Regions from separate parts of the Zea mays genome. Here region 2 is linked to region 1. A link is a contact called in public Hi-C data. All regions are on one chromosome and are shown on one strand. Each heading gives the region's core, a stretch centred on a gene start, on an enhancer-like site or on the middle of the called end of the contact. The rest is flanking DNA. Distances are from core to core; before and after follow the strand shown.

Region 1 (7,813 bases), core at 2,813-5,312:
TGTCTGTTTCGACAAAGATAGACCTTGTGCAGCTTGCCAGGCAGGGAAACAGGTGGGAAGCACTCATCATAGCAAGAATGTGATGACAACATCAAGACCACTGAAGCTTCTTCACATGGACCTCTTCGGACCCGTTGCCTACCTTAGCATCGGGGGAAGTAAGTATGGTCTTGTAATTATTGATGATTTTTCCCGCTTCACTTGGGTGTTCTTTTTGCAGGATAAATCAGAAACCCAAGGGACCCTAAAGCGCTTTCTAAGGAGGGCTCAAAACGAATTTGAGCTCAAGGTGAAAAAGATAATAAGCGACAACGGGTCCGAGTTCAAGAATCTGCAAGTGGAGGAGTAGCTTGAGGAAGAAGGCGTCAAGCATGAGTTCTCCGCTCCCTACACACCACATCAAAATGGTGTGGTAGAGAGGAAGAACAGGACGCTCATCTACATGGCGAGAACGATGCTTGGAGAATTCAAGACGCCCGAGCGGTTTTGGTCGGAAGCTGTGAACACAGTTTGCCACGCCATAAACCGGCTCTACCTACATCACCTTCTCAAGAAGACTTCGTATGAACTCCTTACCAGTAACAAACCCAACGTTTCTTACTTTCGTGTATTTGGGAGCAAATGTTACATTCTGGTGAAGAAAGGTAGACATTCTAAATTTGCTCCCAAGGCAGTAGAAGGGTTTTTACTAGGGTATGACTCAAATACAAAGGTGTATAGAGTCTTCAACAAATCATCGGGTTTGGTTGAAGTCTCTAGCGACGTTGTATTTGATGAGACTAATGGCTCTCCAAGAGAACAAGTTGATCTTGATGACATAGATGAAGATGATGTTCTGATGGTCGCAATGCGCACAATGGCGATAGGTGATGTGCGACCACAGGAACAAAAAGAGCAAGATCAGCCTTCTTCCTCGACGCAGGTGCATCCCCCAACCCAAGATGATGAACAGGTACCTCAAGAAGAGGAGCGTGATCAAGGGGGAGCACAAGAAGAACAAGTTATGGAGGAAGAAGCACCACGGGTCCCTCCAACTCAAGTCCGAGCGATGATCCAAAGAAATCACCCCGTTGATCAGATTCTGGGTGACATAAGCAAGGGAGTAACAACTCGCTCACGCTTAGCTAATTTTTGTGAGCATTACTCGTTTGTCTCTTCTATTGAGCCTTTCAGGGTAGAAGAGGTCTTGTAGGATCCGGACTGGGTGTTGGCCATGCAGGAAGAGCTCAACAACTTCAAGAGGAATGAAGTTTGGAGCCTGGTGCCACGTCCAAAGCAAAATGTTGTGGGAACCAAGTGGGTGTTCCGCAACAAGCAAGACGAGCACAGGGTGGTGACAAGAAACAAGGCTCGACTTGTGGCAAAAGGTTATGCTCAAGTCGCAGGTTTGGATTTCGAGGAGACTTTTGCTCCTGTGGTTAGGCTAGAGTCTATTCGAATTTTATTAGCCTATGCCGCACACCACTCCTTCAGGTTGTTTCAAATGGACGTAAAGAGCGCTTTCCTCAACGGGCCAATCAAGGAGGAGGTATATATGGAACAACCCCCTGACTTTGAGGATGACGGGTACCCCGACCCTGAGCCCCAAGAGCATGGTATGAATGCCTTAGAGATTTCGTAATTGCTAATGCTTTCAAGGTTGGGAAAGCCGATCCCACTCTTTTCACTAAGACTTGTGATGATGATCTTTTTGTGTGCCAAATTTATGTCGATGATATAATATTTGGTTCTACTAATCAAAAGTCTTGTGAGGAGTTTAGCAGAGTGATGACACAAAAGTTCGAGATTTCGATGATGGGCGAGTTGATCTAGATGGTTTGGTGGTGTTCAGGAGTTTCATGATCATCTCATGAAGATTGTGAACTCAAGTGGTAAACAGTTTTGGGTAATTCACTATGTTGTAGTAACAAATAATCAACTCGTAGAGAACATTTCATCTTTATGTGGATCAAGGGAAGCCACACTCTTGCGTGGGTTCTCGAATGAAAATAGTAAATATTATCGCCTCTAGGATACACCAGAAAAATATTATCGTGATGTTAGCCCTCTCATTATTTCGAGCATTTACTTTTGTGTAATTAAATTATTTTTATTTACATATTAGAATTGATAGGCTAGATCATACACGAGCATTTGCTTATCCGCCATTAAAATTGTGTAGGAGAGCTAAACGTTGCGATCCATTGACGACTGTAATCTTAGCTTTCACCTTTAATTTTGATAGCACCTGCAAGTGGGCAGGGCGCAATTATATACAAAAGGCGAATGATGCACATCAGACCAATTTGTTTGGAACAGGCGTGATGTGAGGTCTGACTGAGGTAGCGACGCGAACCTGAATTTGTTTAACGAACGGCAGGCAGGGCAGCGACAGGTGTTGTGCGAGGCATCTGATAATGCAGGGGCGATAGGGAGCGGGAAGAGGCTGGCATCATCATTTGGGAGATTGATTGTGTTACATATGTAATTATACTCGAGCGATTGCCTGTCGCCAGGTCAGTGAAAGCTTCACAAAAGAAAATATATAGCTATAGCATCCATCACCTAGGACTCTATGAGCGTTATATATTAGTATGTAGCATTAAACCGTGCTTTTGATGTATGGCACTTGTTTATGCTGGTATATAGTTCATTGTGGACCAAGCCTTCAATTCAACCTTGTGGTTGGGAAATCCACGGTTTATTTGCATGATGCAGGCATGGCATGGACCAGTTTGAACAAGTCAGAAAAACTAAAATGTGAGAATATTATATGCTAAAAACGATGTGTGCCAAGAAGAACAACACGACTTCATTTTCCCTTTTCCGTTCCCTTCCCTCGGCCTATCTATGTAAAAATGCTTTCCCCTTTTTATTAATAATAAATCACAGTAGGGTATGACCCTCCTGTATTCATTCAAAAAAATATATGATATGATCTGATGATCTCAGTACAGCTAGCTACAGTTCTTTAGAATTTGAGGTTCTTAGGCTGTCCACACTTATTCAGCCTTAATTTTTTACCCTAAAAAGAATATTCTATCCTGGTCAGCGAGATTCTCTACTCTATACTACAATCTTCCGCAGTCATATTTACTCTATATCTTAACTCTATACCTACTAGCATATATTATATCATTTCTTTTAATACTATTTTATCCACATCCACCAACCTTCTGCTGATCCCACACGGAAAGGACGGAGAGAGATTATCGAGTAGCAGTTGCATGGACGCTGGAAATGGAGTTCTTCTTTCCCTCCCTAAACATACAGTAGTAGAAGCAGTTCAACGTTGCAGCATTTCTTTTACTGCATATGCAGCTCTATGTTCGTAGCGCACCCTTTCGAGTCCGCCGGTGCGGACAGTCTTATATCCGTCGATGCTTGATTTCCAGCCACGAGCTATATAGTGAACACTGAACATACCAAGCGAGCTTACTTGAATGATCAAGAACATACCGAGGTGTAGATGCAGAGAACCCTTGTCTCAAATTAAAAGGAAGACAGGTTGCAAAATGAAAAATATAAAAATACAATCACACCATACGGAGAATTATGGAAGCGTAGATATTGTTGAAGAAGTGTATAAGTAATAAATTGCCTACCTTCTCCTAACAACTTGAATTTTTGGGTTGGGCTTGTTAGTGTGTTCGCTCGATCTAACATCTCGTTTGTTGCGACTTTCTCTCTGTCTGCACATGAGTGAGGGTATTAAGATTTAAAGTTAAACTAGTCAGTGTGTTCACTCTACTTAACATCAAGTTTTGAAAAAAAATAAAGAAGAGCGGTTGCAAAAATAGAAATAAAATCTGATACCAGCCATATTCCAAACTTTTAGCTACTACTGAAAAAACAATACCGTTAAATCTTGAAATATTTGATCGGTTGATCCCACAAGGGATCAAACACAAATCTGATACCTGCTTTATTTCAAGAGAGGGACCAGCTGGTAACCTTTTGGCTGCTTGGTCTACGATCTCCCGAAGTCTCAAAAACCTGCATAAATGGCCGCATAGCCCATTATCAAGGCCTGGTGAAATAATCACACGGCCCAACAACTCAATCAATCCAGCAACCATTTTCTCATCTATCTGTCGGATCTCGATGGTCCATTATCCTCAGCAATTCAGCCTCTATGCAGTGTGCACTAGCTAGGATGGACAGTGCTTCACTTCCCTCAAGCCATTCATATGGCAGACTGGCACGTCAAAGAACAAGAACCATCGGAACAAATGGCGCACAATCTACCTTGTTGATTACAAGAACCATCGGAACTACAGAACCTGAGGACTTCTAGTATCCAGCCAAACAAGAAAATAAATAAATAAACAAAATCAGTTCTTATATCTATCCATGGAATAGACTCAAAGTTCTCAGATGCAATTTTTTTAGTACTAAGAATGAGGCAGGCAATATTCAAACAGCCAGTATTACCAGAAAAATTAAAACAAAATGTACCCTATTTATCAAAACACGCTCCATAAATTTAGTGTCATTGGCAGTCCATCCATCAACTGCACTTACTGTCATTACAATAAGATCAGCTCCCATTGCAGCAGTTCGGATCTTTTTACGCCTGTGTACACTACCGGACACAGCTCCTTTGCCGAGTGCCTTAGGCACTCAGCAAAACCTAGAAAACACCCGACAAACACTTTGCCGAGTGTAACATTCGGCAAAGAACGCTCGGCGAACTGTACATCGGCAACGGCCTCTTTGCCGAGTACTTTTTGTCGGGCACTCGGCAAAGAATTTGCCGAGTGCCATTTGGTACTCGGCAAAGAAAAGTCGCTGTCACGGCGCCAAGTGACAGTGACGGATCCTTTGTCGAGTGTCTTCTTTGGCACTCGGCAAAGAGGCCAATTTTGCCGAGTGTCTGCTATCATGGCCCTCGGCAAAGATCGCTCCAGTGGGCCCCACCGTCAGTCCCTGTGCCGAGAGCTCTCGTAGGCACTCGGCAAAGGAGGTTTCTTTGCCGAGTGTCTAGTAGACTGGCTCTCGGCAAAGAGTCCTCCAGTGGACCCCTTTGCCAGTCCCTTTGCCGAGTGCGCTGGGAGACACTCGGCAAAGGTAGCTTCTTTGGCTAGTGCCTTGACCACAGCACTCGGCAAAGAAGGCTTTACCGGTTCCCAGGTGTCCTTCTTTGCCGAGTGCCATGGTCATAGCACTCGGCAAAGATACCCTTTGCCGAGTGTTACACTCGGCAAAGTGACCAGGAAGTCCCTTTTTTATTCGTTTTTGTTGTTCCATCCAAACAAACAAAAGATATATATCATTCACATCACATTATATATCATTCGCATCACAGAATCAACACATTTATCATCAACACCATATATATCACAAATATCACCACATAAATCAGGTTTCACAGCACATAAGTCTCACTAAGTATCTCACAAGACCAAGTATAACTAACATCACCAACACTCACAAATATAAGTCTGGATCATCATAAAACAGGTCATCAACGAGGTGGACATCTGGACTGGTTCGGCGAAGGGCTGGTCGAAGCGTGAGGGTTGTTCGACGCTGCCAATTGACCCTGCACAGAGAAGAGATTGCAGTGTGAGAACATATGAATATATATCATGCAGTACTAAAATTTTGATACTCACAGGAGTAGTGAACTCAGCAGGGTCAGATGCAGGGAACAACGGAGGTGGTGGAGCATGACCCTATGCGGCGCCAAGGCTCTGCATGTACGCGAACATCTCTGCCATCCTCTTCTCCAGCTCCTCACGTTGCCTCCTCTCATCATCTAGCTGAGTCTGTAATATTTCGCCCTAATGTTACGATAATGCAAAGAGAAGATATATAATAATCAATGAACGATGAATAGATAAGGAATAACCTGGAGTTGCTGGATACGATGCTGTGAGCTGTCCTGCCGAGGTCGTATGGCTGGGCTCACGCTCGTGCTCCTTGCTCGCACCTGAGATAGAGTGGGAGTGGAGGACGAGTCGATTGCCCCGTCGACAATCTAGTACCGCCCATGCCTCTTGCCTCCTCCGACCCTCATGAGGACATCTCCGTCGATGTCCTCGGTCCTCGGATCGTAATCTGGCTCGTGGACCTCCTTGGCCATGGCGGTGTACTCACTGAGGCGGTTGTGGACGACGGGGTTGGTGTACGCCTGAAAGTCGCCTAGAGGGGGGGGTGAATAGGGCGAAACTGAAATTCTCAAAAATAATCACAACTACAAGCCGGGTTAGCGTTAGAAATATAATAGAGTCCGCGAGAGAGGGTGCAAAACAAATCGCAAGCGAATAAAGAGTGAGACACGTGGATTTGTTTTACCGAGGTTCGGTTCTCGCAAACCTACTCCCCGTTGAGGAGGCCACAAAGGCCGGGTCTCTTTCAACCCTTACCCTCTCTCAAACGGTCCCTCGGACCGAGTGAGCTTTCTCTTCTCAATCACTTGGAACACAAAGTTCCCACAAGGACCACCACAAGATTGGTGTCTCTTGCCTCAATTACAAGTGAGTTTGATCGCAATGAAGAATCAAGAAGGAAGAAGAAAGCAATCCAAGCGCAAGAGCTCGAAAGAACACAAGCAAATCTCTCTCACTAATCACTAAGGCGTTGTGTGGAATTTGGAGAGGATTTGATCACTTGGGTGTGTCTAGAATTGAATGCTAGAGCTCTTGTAAGTGGTTGAAGTAGGAAAACTTGGATGACTTGAATGTGGGGTGGTTGGGGGTATTTATAGCCCCAACCACCAAACTAGCTGTTTGGTGCAGGCTGGCTGTCGTATGGTGCACCGGACAGTCCGGTGCACACCGGACAGTCCGGTGCGCCAGCCACGTCACCAAAGCCGTTGGGTTCCGACCGTTGGAGCTCTGACTTCTGGGCCCGCCTGATTGTCCGGTGGCGCACCGGACATGTAATGTAGAGTGTCCGGTGCGCCAGCATGGGCGTGCCTAACCTCTGCGCGCGCTGGCGCGCATTAAATGCACAGCAGGTAGTCGTTGGCGCCAGAAGTAGCCGTTGCCCCGCTGTTACACCGGACAGTCCGGTGTACACCGGACAGTCCGGTGAATTATAGCGAAGTAGCTACAATGAATTCCCGAGGCTGGCGAGTTCCTGAGGCCGCTCTTCCTTGGAGCACCGGACATGTCCGGTGTACACCGGACAGTTCGGTGAATTATAGCGGAGTTGCCTCTGGAATTTCCCGAAGGTGACAAGTTTGAGTTGGAGTCCTCTGGTGCACCGAACATGTCCGGTGACGCACCGGACATTCCGGTGCGCCAGACCAGAGGTGCCTTCGGTTGTCCCTTTTCTCTTTTGTTGAACCCAATACTTGGTCTTTTTATTGGCTAAGTGTGAACCTTTGGCACCTGTATAACTTATACACTAGAACAAACTAGTTAGTCCAATTATTTGTGTTGGGCAATTCAACCACCAAAATTATTTAGGAACTAGGTGTAACCCTAATTCCCTTTCAATCTCCCCCTTTTGGTGATTGATGCCAACACAAACCAAAGCAAATATAAAAGTGCATAATTGAACTAGTTTGCATAATGTAAGTGCAAAGGTTGCTTGGAATTGAGCCAATAAATGTTACTTACTAGATGTGCATGGATTGTTTCTTTATTTTTAACATTTTGGACCACGCTTGCACCACTTGTTTTGTTTTTGCAAATTATTTTTGTAAATCCTTTTCAAAGTTCTTTTGCAAACAGTCAAAGGTAAATGAATAAGATTTTGCGAAGCATTTTCAAGATTTGAAATTTTCTCCCCCTGATTCAAATGCTTTTCCTTTGACTAAACAAAACTCCCCCTCAAATAAATTCTCCTCTTAGTGTTCAAGAGAGTTTTAAGATATTAAGTT
Region 2 (7,813 bases), core at 2,800-5,299, 110 kb before region 1:
CAGCACTTTGATTATGATTTAAGTTAATGACTTTGTGGATGTTTTGGACATCGTTATGTAATAAAGTACTACTTATTTCTGCTATTATTTTGAGCATTGTGTGATGATGTCTAATTATGTAATCGCTGTGTACGTGAATTTCTGATCCTGGCATGTACATGGTTTGCATTCGGTTTGCCTTCTAAAACCGGGTGTGACACCAAGCCCCTGTCGTATTACATGTCCCGTTAGGGGCTGGCAGATGGCATGCGTGTACAGTGTCGCATGTATAATCATGGTTGGTGAATCTTTGACAAGACCGTGGTTTTGTTGCCACTGTGCACCTACAGCCCTGCGTGGGGTAGGTACGCGCATTGAATGTGGTTGTCTCCCAGTGGACTTCGGGCGAGCCTTGCCACAGGTCATGTCCTTCTCGCTCGAGACGGGCTTAGGCGAGGGGGATATGGCTGTCCTGGGGTGAGGGGTGTAAGGCGAGGCGGAGTTTTGGGAAGGCCCCTAGGGGGACCTCGGGCGAGGCAGAGTTTTGTGAAGACCCTAGAGGGGGGCAGCGGGCGAGGTGGAGTTCTTGATTCCTTGACCTCAGGGGACGCACTTTGATGGTGTCCTTAGGGTTTTAAGTATGTTTTAGGGGTATAGTCTGGGTACAGCTAATTATCATACCCAACACCATTGGAGAGGAGTTCGTCGCATGCGAATAGGAACTGCAGCATGGCCTCAGGGTCACAAAGCATGGATAAGTCCAGGCCGGGGCCCATACCCTCCTCCTCCTCGAAGTCAAGGCACCCCGAGGGGAAGGGGAGATCAGCATACATGCTGGTGAAGGCGCTTGTGTGGAAGCTTGGTTGAAAGGGGATAGGGTTGAACACCGATGGTTCTCCCCTAACAGATGATGGAGCCGACACCTCCAGACTCGACAAAGCTGGCGCCTCCCGACCCGCAGGTGGGGGCCGACAAAGATGGATTGACTCAACCCATGGCATGGGGAGCCAGCGCTCCCCACGCTATAGGAGGAGGAGCCAGTAGAGTTGGTGCTAGGGCGACGTGTGTTGACACCGATGCTCCAAGCGTGAGGCTAATGCACGTCAGGTCCCTCACGCGGGAGTCTGCGTCATCGGCCAGCCCTGGAGCATCAACTAGGTGTGGGGCACTGCCTGCGACACTGTTGTGGTTATTCCATCTCCGTCTCTTGCGGCGAGTATGTGAATCATCTAGGCCCTTAGTGGTGTTTTGGTAATTAACGACAACTACTTGTGGACTAACAATTCTTGGAGAAATAAGAATGCAAGATTGGACCACAGGGAATAGGAAAGTCTTGGAGACATATAACCATTGGTTGTGGATCAAGTGAAGGCAAAGGTATAACATAGGTTTTGTTTTTGCCGGTCATCAAGAGTTTAGAGAAGAAATTAACCAGATTAGTAGGCTAAATAGTCGTACTATTAAGAGGGGCCAATGACTTTGATCGATATAAAACTTAGTGCCTCATAGAGCATATAATGTTGCATTTGCATGAGGACTAATAGCGCTTCGTTTTCGAGAGTCAAAGTCTTTTGTTAAGAGCAATCTAAAAATTACTGAGTTATGGGGTCGACGGACCGTCCGCGTCCCTGCTAGAGGGGTCTGCTGGAGCACCTGTCTCTGTGTTCCTACGCGGACCGTTCGACCAGGGTTGGCGGACCGTACGCGTGTGCCAAAATAGATTTGGGGTAGGGACTGTGTGTTTTTGAGTTCTTGTACCATTGACTGTCTGGGGCTTTTGCTCGGATGGTACTTGGTCCTAGGGGCGCAAAGTACGACCATGGTTAGCGGACAGTCCGCCCATGTTGTTCAATCGGGTCAGTGCTTTAGCGTTTCAAGTTGACAGGTCCCGGACCATTTGACCTGGGTTGGCGGACCATCCGAGCCTGTCTTTTTTTGATAGCACTGATAGGTTTCAAACGGGAATTATAGCCATTATTTGTACAATGGATCGTCCGACCATAGGACGCAGACCGTCCGCGTGTGGGCAGACAGTGTGCTAGTTGCACATAAAGACTAGTATTGTGTTGGGGGCTATAAATATAAGTGGAGCTCGTGTGTGATGGCTCTCTTGGCCATTCCTAGCATACATTGAGCTCATTTGTGATCTTCTAACTCAAACTCTCACACTCCTTGCTTGAGAGCTTCTAGTGCATTTGCATCCATTGTGATCCTTGAGGCACAAGGTGGTACACTGAGCAAGCTTCATTGTCATGTTACTCTTGGAGGTTGTTGCCTCATAGATGGCTCAAGTGTTGTCTCCGTCGAGTTCTCCTTGAAGATTGTGGAGGATCTGTGGTGTTGATTGTGAGGTGTTCGCGCTCACCTCACCGTAGCGGCAAAGGCAAGGCTAGTGGAATCGAGGTATTGAGTGATTTCTTGTCCACTTGGCTCAAAGATCAAGCCACATCTTGATAGAAGAGCAAGTGAGAGCTTGAATTCCACCTCAACGTGGATTAGGGGTGATCGGCAAATCACCGATACCACGGGATAAATTCTGGTGTCATTCTCTCACTCTTTACTTATTACTTTGCAAGTAGTTAGTTATTTGTGTGTTGTCTATCATTTGTAGTATTTCCATAATTGCTCATCATATTTTGTTAGCCTATCATAGCTAGGAAATTTATATCTCTTGTTGTTTTTATTAAATTTCTCTAGTGTCTTTGATTTTAGTTAAAACCTTCTATTCACCCCATCTAGCTCGTGTCCTAGATACCTACACAGGAGGACAGAGGCGGAAGTCTGGTTGCTCCTGAGCGTTAGCTAGGTGTCCAGGTGGGAGGAGCACCATGTCGTAGTCGATGCCAAGCGATATGAACTCGAGGCCCCCGAACCGATCACCGTGCCTAGCCACAAAGGGTGCTGTAGGTTGGCCATCTAGAGCCTTGATGGAAACATGATGTCTTCACGCAGTGAGCCCCTACTTGGCACGCCAATTGTCGGTGTTTTGACCCAAGCATCTCACCAACTAGTGAAATGATGTTGCGTGCCCTGGCCCAGATGTGTGATGCAAGGTGGCACAAGTTGTTTATCCTGGTTTGGGCTAGACAAAGTCCTACTTCCAATAGAGGGGGATGCGTCTTATATTACTTGTACCTAAGTGCTTGCAGTAGGGAGTACAAGTTGGTTGGGAGAGGTAAGGATCCCAAGTCCCTGAGGTTGATTGAGGCAAGTGCCAATATCGGAGTTTCTCCCCGAGGGTCAGCCCACGCTCTGTGCTACACGCGTCCCATCAGGAGTTGGCAGACGACGTGGGGGAATAATAGCCGTTGTACCTAGGCATGCGTCATCGTAGTTGGTGAAAGCCGATGGGACAGCGGTCCTGTCGCTCCTGTTCGCCTGTGACACTGCACGGGGTAGGTACGCACATTGAATGCTCATGTACCCCTGGGGCCTTTGGCTGAGGCCTGGCTCGGGGTTGTCTTCCTTGCCCGAGACGGGCTCGAGCGAGGCAGAAACGGTGGTTCCGCGGAGAGGGGGACCTCGGTCGGGACGAGAATTTCCCCGAGTACGTACATTGTCCGAGGGCAGGCTTGAGTGAGGCAGAGTTATGAGTGACCGTTGAGAGGGTCTTCGGGCGAATCGTGGTTTGCTCTTTCTTGTCCTCGGGGAATGTGTCTGACGGTGGTCTTAGGGTTAAGCGTGTTTTAGAGGCGTAATTTAGGTACCACTAGTTACAATACTCGACAATAGTCTAATTATAAAATTAATTACATAAATAAAGACAAAACGACATGAAGAATTTATTTAGTCTAATTAATTCATGATTAGCAAATATTTACTGTAGCATCACATGAGCGAATCATGGATTAATTTTAAAGAAGAAGAGGATTTTAGCTCCCAAACTAGCTCTACGAGAGAATTTAATCTCCTCCAATTTCACTCCATCTACCTCTAATCGAAAAAGCCTTAAAACTGACGTGGATCCTATGGATCCTGAAGATTCCTTTCAACGGCCTCGATTCCTCCCCGGCCTCCTTTTATCACACCCCGCCTCCCCTTCCCCTCTCTCACCGTCACCACACGCACACGGCACACACACCTTCTTCGTCCCCTTCACCCCCTGCCGCTAGCCTCTCCCTCCCCTCGGTCGTAGCCATGGAGACCACTTCCCCTGCCTCTTCACCTGGGCACACCTCCCTCCCAGCTGCTGCAGGTAGGACTAAGTAGTAAATAGCCATATACATAGGTTGAGTGGATCGTTAAGAGACGGTAGCCATATACATAGGAGTACTGGATAGTATACAAGAACGGTAGATACAGGGCAGGGGACATGATGCTGGGAAAGAGATCTGGGCGCCCGTCGCCGGCGGCGCGGCAGCACATGCGGCGGACCACGAGCATGACGGAGTTCGCGGCACCGCACGTGCTGGTAGACGTCGCGGAGGAGGAGGAGGACGAGGAGCTGCAGCTGCTGCCGGCGCACGCCGAGGCCACAGGGGAGGCGGCCGAGCAGGAGGACCCCTACGGGTGGGCCATCGGCGGCGCCGCGGCGGCCGGGCGCGCGGACTGGCTGGCGGCGTACCGCGCCCGCGCGGCGCCGGCACTGGCGGGGCTACGCCGGAACTCGGCCGACTTCTCGGCTGCCGAGACCGCCGCGTTCCTCCGCGCCTGCGGGCTCTGCAACCGCCGCCTCGGACCCGGCCGCGACACCTTCATGTACAGGTACGCGGCTGTCTGAACTGTACTGGTGTGTTGCCTTTAGTTTCTCTTTGTGGCATGCATGGATATGGATCCTAAAAACCAATGGATCTGCCGCCGCGCGCGTGCTACTGCTGCTTGCAGGGGCGACACGGCGTTCTGCAGCCTCGAGTGCCGGCAGCAGCACATCACGATCGAGGAGTGGAAGGAGAAGTGCGCGCTCGCCACGCCGCCGACGGCGCCGGCGTCCGACCCGGTGGTGCCGCTGCCGCCCAGCGGCGCGGGCTCCGACAAACCAGGCACGCTCGCCGCCGCATCCTGATTAGTCATGAGGGAGGGGGTCGGAGGCGATCGATGATCCGACTCCGGCTAAGCTAGCAGCTCTGGCCTCGCCACCACACACATCACATGCATATTATCTATCTTTCTATATATGTAATATGCTCAGATCACTCTTGCTATGTTCATCTGCGTGCTCCAATCATATCATTCTTTTTCATGGATCGGATGTATCATGTATCTAGCTGCTAGACTATGCTGAAATGCATGCATGCTTTTCGTCCATGGTGCATGCATCCAACAATGAACTATGGATCGCACGCATCACGGGACGGGAGAGACGAGGCGATTTCACGAGATCAATCCGTTGGCCGATATAGAAAAGGCCTTTATTTGCATACATGTGCTCGTCTTCACGAGCCATTTTCAGTTCTTCTTTTCTTTTCACTTTCTGCGTCTCAGATGATCTATTTCTTTTTTTCATCAGCTCAGCAAAGGTACGCCGAGTTTTAATTTCCCCCGGTTTCTATGAAATTCGGCGTTGCAAAGATATATAGATGGTTACCAGGATTGGTATGTATTTATATGATGTTCGTCACCGATGACAACCCCCCCGGCCCGGCCACATGATGGCATGAATAATATTTTATTTATGAGAAAATGTTCTGATGATTCTCACGGGCTCGTGCGCTCACGAATCTTCCACAGATCGTGTACGTTGTGTCAGCAGCACTCTCTGGACCACACACTATGGCCCTATATATGAGCACATTACCAGATGTGACAAATCATGAGAGACTAAGCTGCAGGTTGAGCTGGCAGCTACACCGACGAGAACCTTCTTCGAACGATTCTATTCTCATATCGATTGCTAGTCACTGTACGTGCCTCGTTGTTGCATCTGGGCTAACACAACCACATTGATATCTATATCCATTTCACATTCAAAGGATTCAGATGATCATATTTTAAAAAATAGTAAATTAATTATATAGCCATATACCACTAGTACAAATAAGTTCAAAGCCTGCGGCACGTTGAACTTTTCACTGGCGGTTTCCGTTATCAAACGCCAGTGAAAGAAACAGGTGGGCCCGGCTTTAAAAACCGCCAGTGGAAACCTATTTCCACTGGCGGTTATCTTAACACAACCGCCAGTGGAAATAGGATGTTTCCACTGGCAGTTGTGTTACACAAACCGCCAGTGAAAATTGATTTCCACTGGCGGTTATCTTAACTTAACCGCCAGTGGAAACATCCTATTTCCACTGGCGGTTTTTAAAGACAACCGCCAGTGGAAATCAATTTTCACTGGCGGTTTTTAAAGACAACCGCCAGTGAAGTGTATGTCATAAATACCCCTCTTCCCCCGACAGTGAACTGTATGCTCGCAGCCAACTTCCATTGGAGGCGATTTTGGAGGTCCAGAATTCACAAAATACATGGGGAGAGGTTTTGATCTTCATTTTTTGGAAGAAGATTGCTAAGAAAGGTTGGTTTATGTTGTTAATGTCAATTTTTATTCATTTTTGCTCAATTTTAGCCACATTTTGGATCTAGGGTTTCACCATTGGAGAGAGAGTGTATCCTCTCTCAATTTTAGCCACATTTTAGCCACATTTTTGCTCTATTCGCTCAAATAAAGTTGTTTAATATGGTTAGATTTTGTCTATCCTCTCTCCTTTTTCATGTTTAGTTCTCAAATCAGTTTATCCATGACATATTAAGTTGTTTAATGAATGGTTCATGTGTTGTGTGGAGAGAGAAGAAGATAGGTTTGATAATTAAGATTGTTTTTATTAGTTGCTATGAAAGTTGGTTTAATTATGTTTTAATTGCCAATTATTGTTTATCTTTGCTCAATTTTGGAACTAGGCCTTCACCATGTGTTAAAGAGAAGAGTATGGCTAGGAAAGTTTAGTTTTATGTTCCTCTTGCCAATTTTTGTTCATTTTCCTTAAATTTAGCCACATTTTGGATATAGGGTTTCACCCCTTCATCCTTCCCAACAGGTGGTGATGGAGAGGACATCCTGGATGTATAACTTATCAAGGCTAGATCCATCATACATATCCGAGGTCCATAAGTTTATTGATGTCGCTACGAACCATGCTTGGAGAACAAAGACAAAACACATATATTGTCCATGCATGGACTGCAAAAATGCTGCTGTATTTAATGACACAGAACAAATCATATCTCATCTGGTATGCCGAGGATTTATGAAGGATTACACAATTTGGACAAAGCATGGAGAGGGTAGCTCTTCGCCTTATACGACTGGAAACCCTGAGAACATCGACGACAGATTTCAGTTCGTTCACGAGACACACCAACCTCTTCCACAGAGCGAACATGTAGTGCAAAATGTTACTGATCATGGTTACGCTCGAGGAAATGAACATGATAGACCTTATGTTCTGCCAAGTGTTATGGATGAGGAAGATGCAGAGTTGCTAGAGGCAATGTTGCGTCGTCATACAGATCAATCGATGTTCTTAATGAAAGGTATGGAGTCCCTGAAGAAGGCAGCAGAAGAGCCTTTGTACGACGAGTCTAAGGGTTGTACCAAAGAGTTCACGACGCTCCGGTCTGTGCTAAAGCTGTTGATGTTAAAAGCTAAATATGGTGTGTCTGATGCTGGCTTCGATGCGTTCTTGAGTATTATCGCAGACATGCTTCCAAAGGAGAACAATGTGCCTGCTAACACGTACTATGCAAAGAAACTAATCAGTCCGCTCACTATGGGTGTGGAGAAGATCCACGCGTGTAGAAATCACTGTATCCTTTATCGAGGTGATGATTATAAAGACTTGGAGAGCTGCCCAAAGTGCGGTGCAAGTAGGTACAAGACGAATAAAGACTATCGAGAGGA

Evidence for each region. Hi-C and Micro-C count contacts between places; a contact is called where the count stands out from the background.
Region 2: a contact with region 1 is called in a Hi-C map of bundle sheath, with 4 times the contacts expected there. The contact joins the promoter of LOC100272399 here to the enhancer-like site in region 1. A contact is called at or near these places in 4 of 25 Hi-C or Micro-C datasets (bundle sheath and leaf).

The regions. Positions count from the first base shown.
Region 1 is chr1:222,232,205-222,240,017 of Zm-B73-REFERENCE-NAM-5.0, reverse strand. No RefSeq gene overlaps it. Among protein-coding and RNA genes, the nearest start is that of LOC109943743, 24 kb to the left of the region's middle. Within about 2 kb of position 4,062, at least 13 of the 20 cell types and tissues checked have an H3K27ac peak or open chromatin away from gene starts, as enhancers often do. A contact at or near this core is called in bundle sheath and leaf, where this site is marked.
Region 2 is chr1:222,343,463-222,351,275 of Zm-B73-REFERENCE-NAM-5.0, reverse strand. It overlaps LOC100272399, which reads left to right and starts at 4,049. Exons shown (of 2, transcript NM_001146879.1): 1 at 4,049-4,683; 2 at 4,804-5,595. The coding sequence starts at 4,292. The coding sequence ends at 4,981.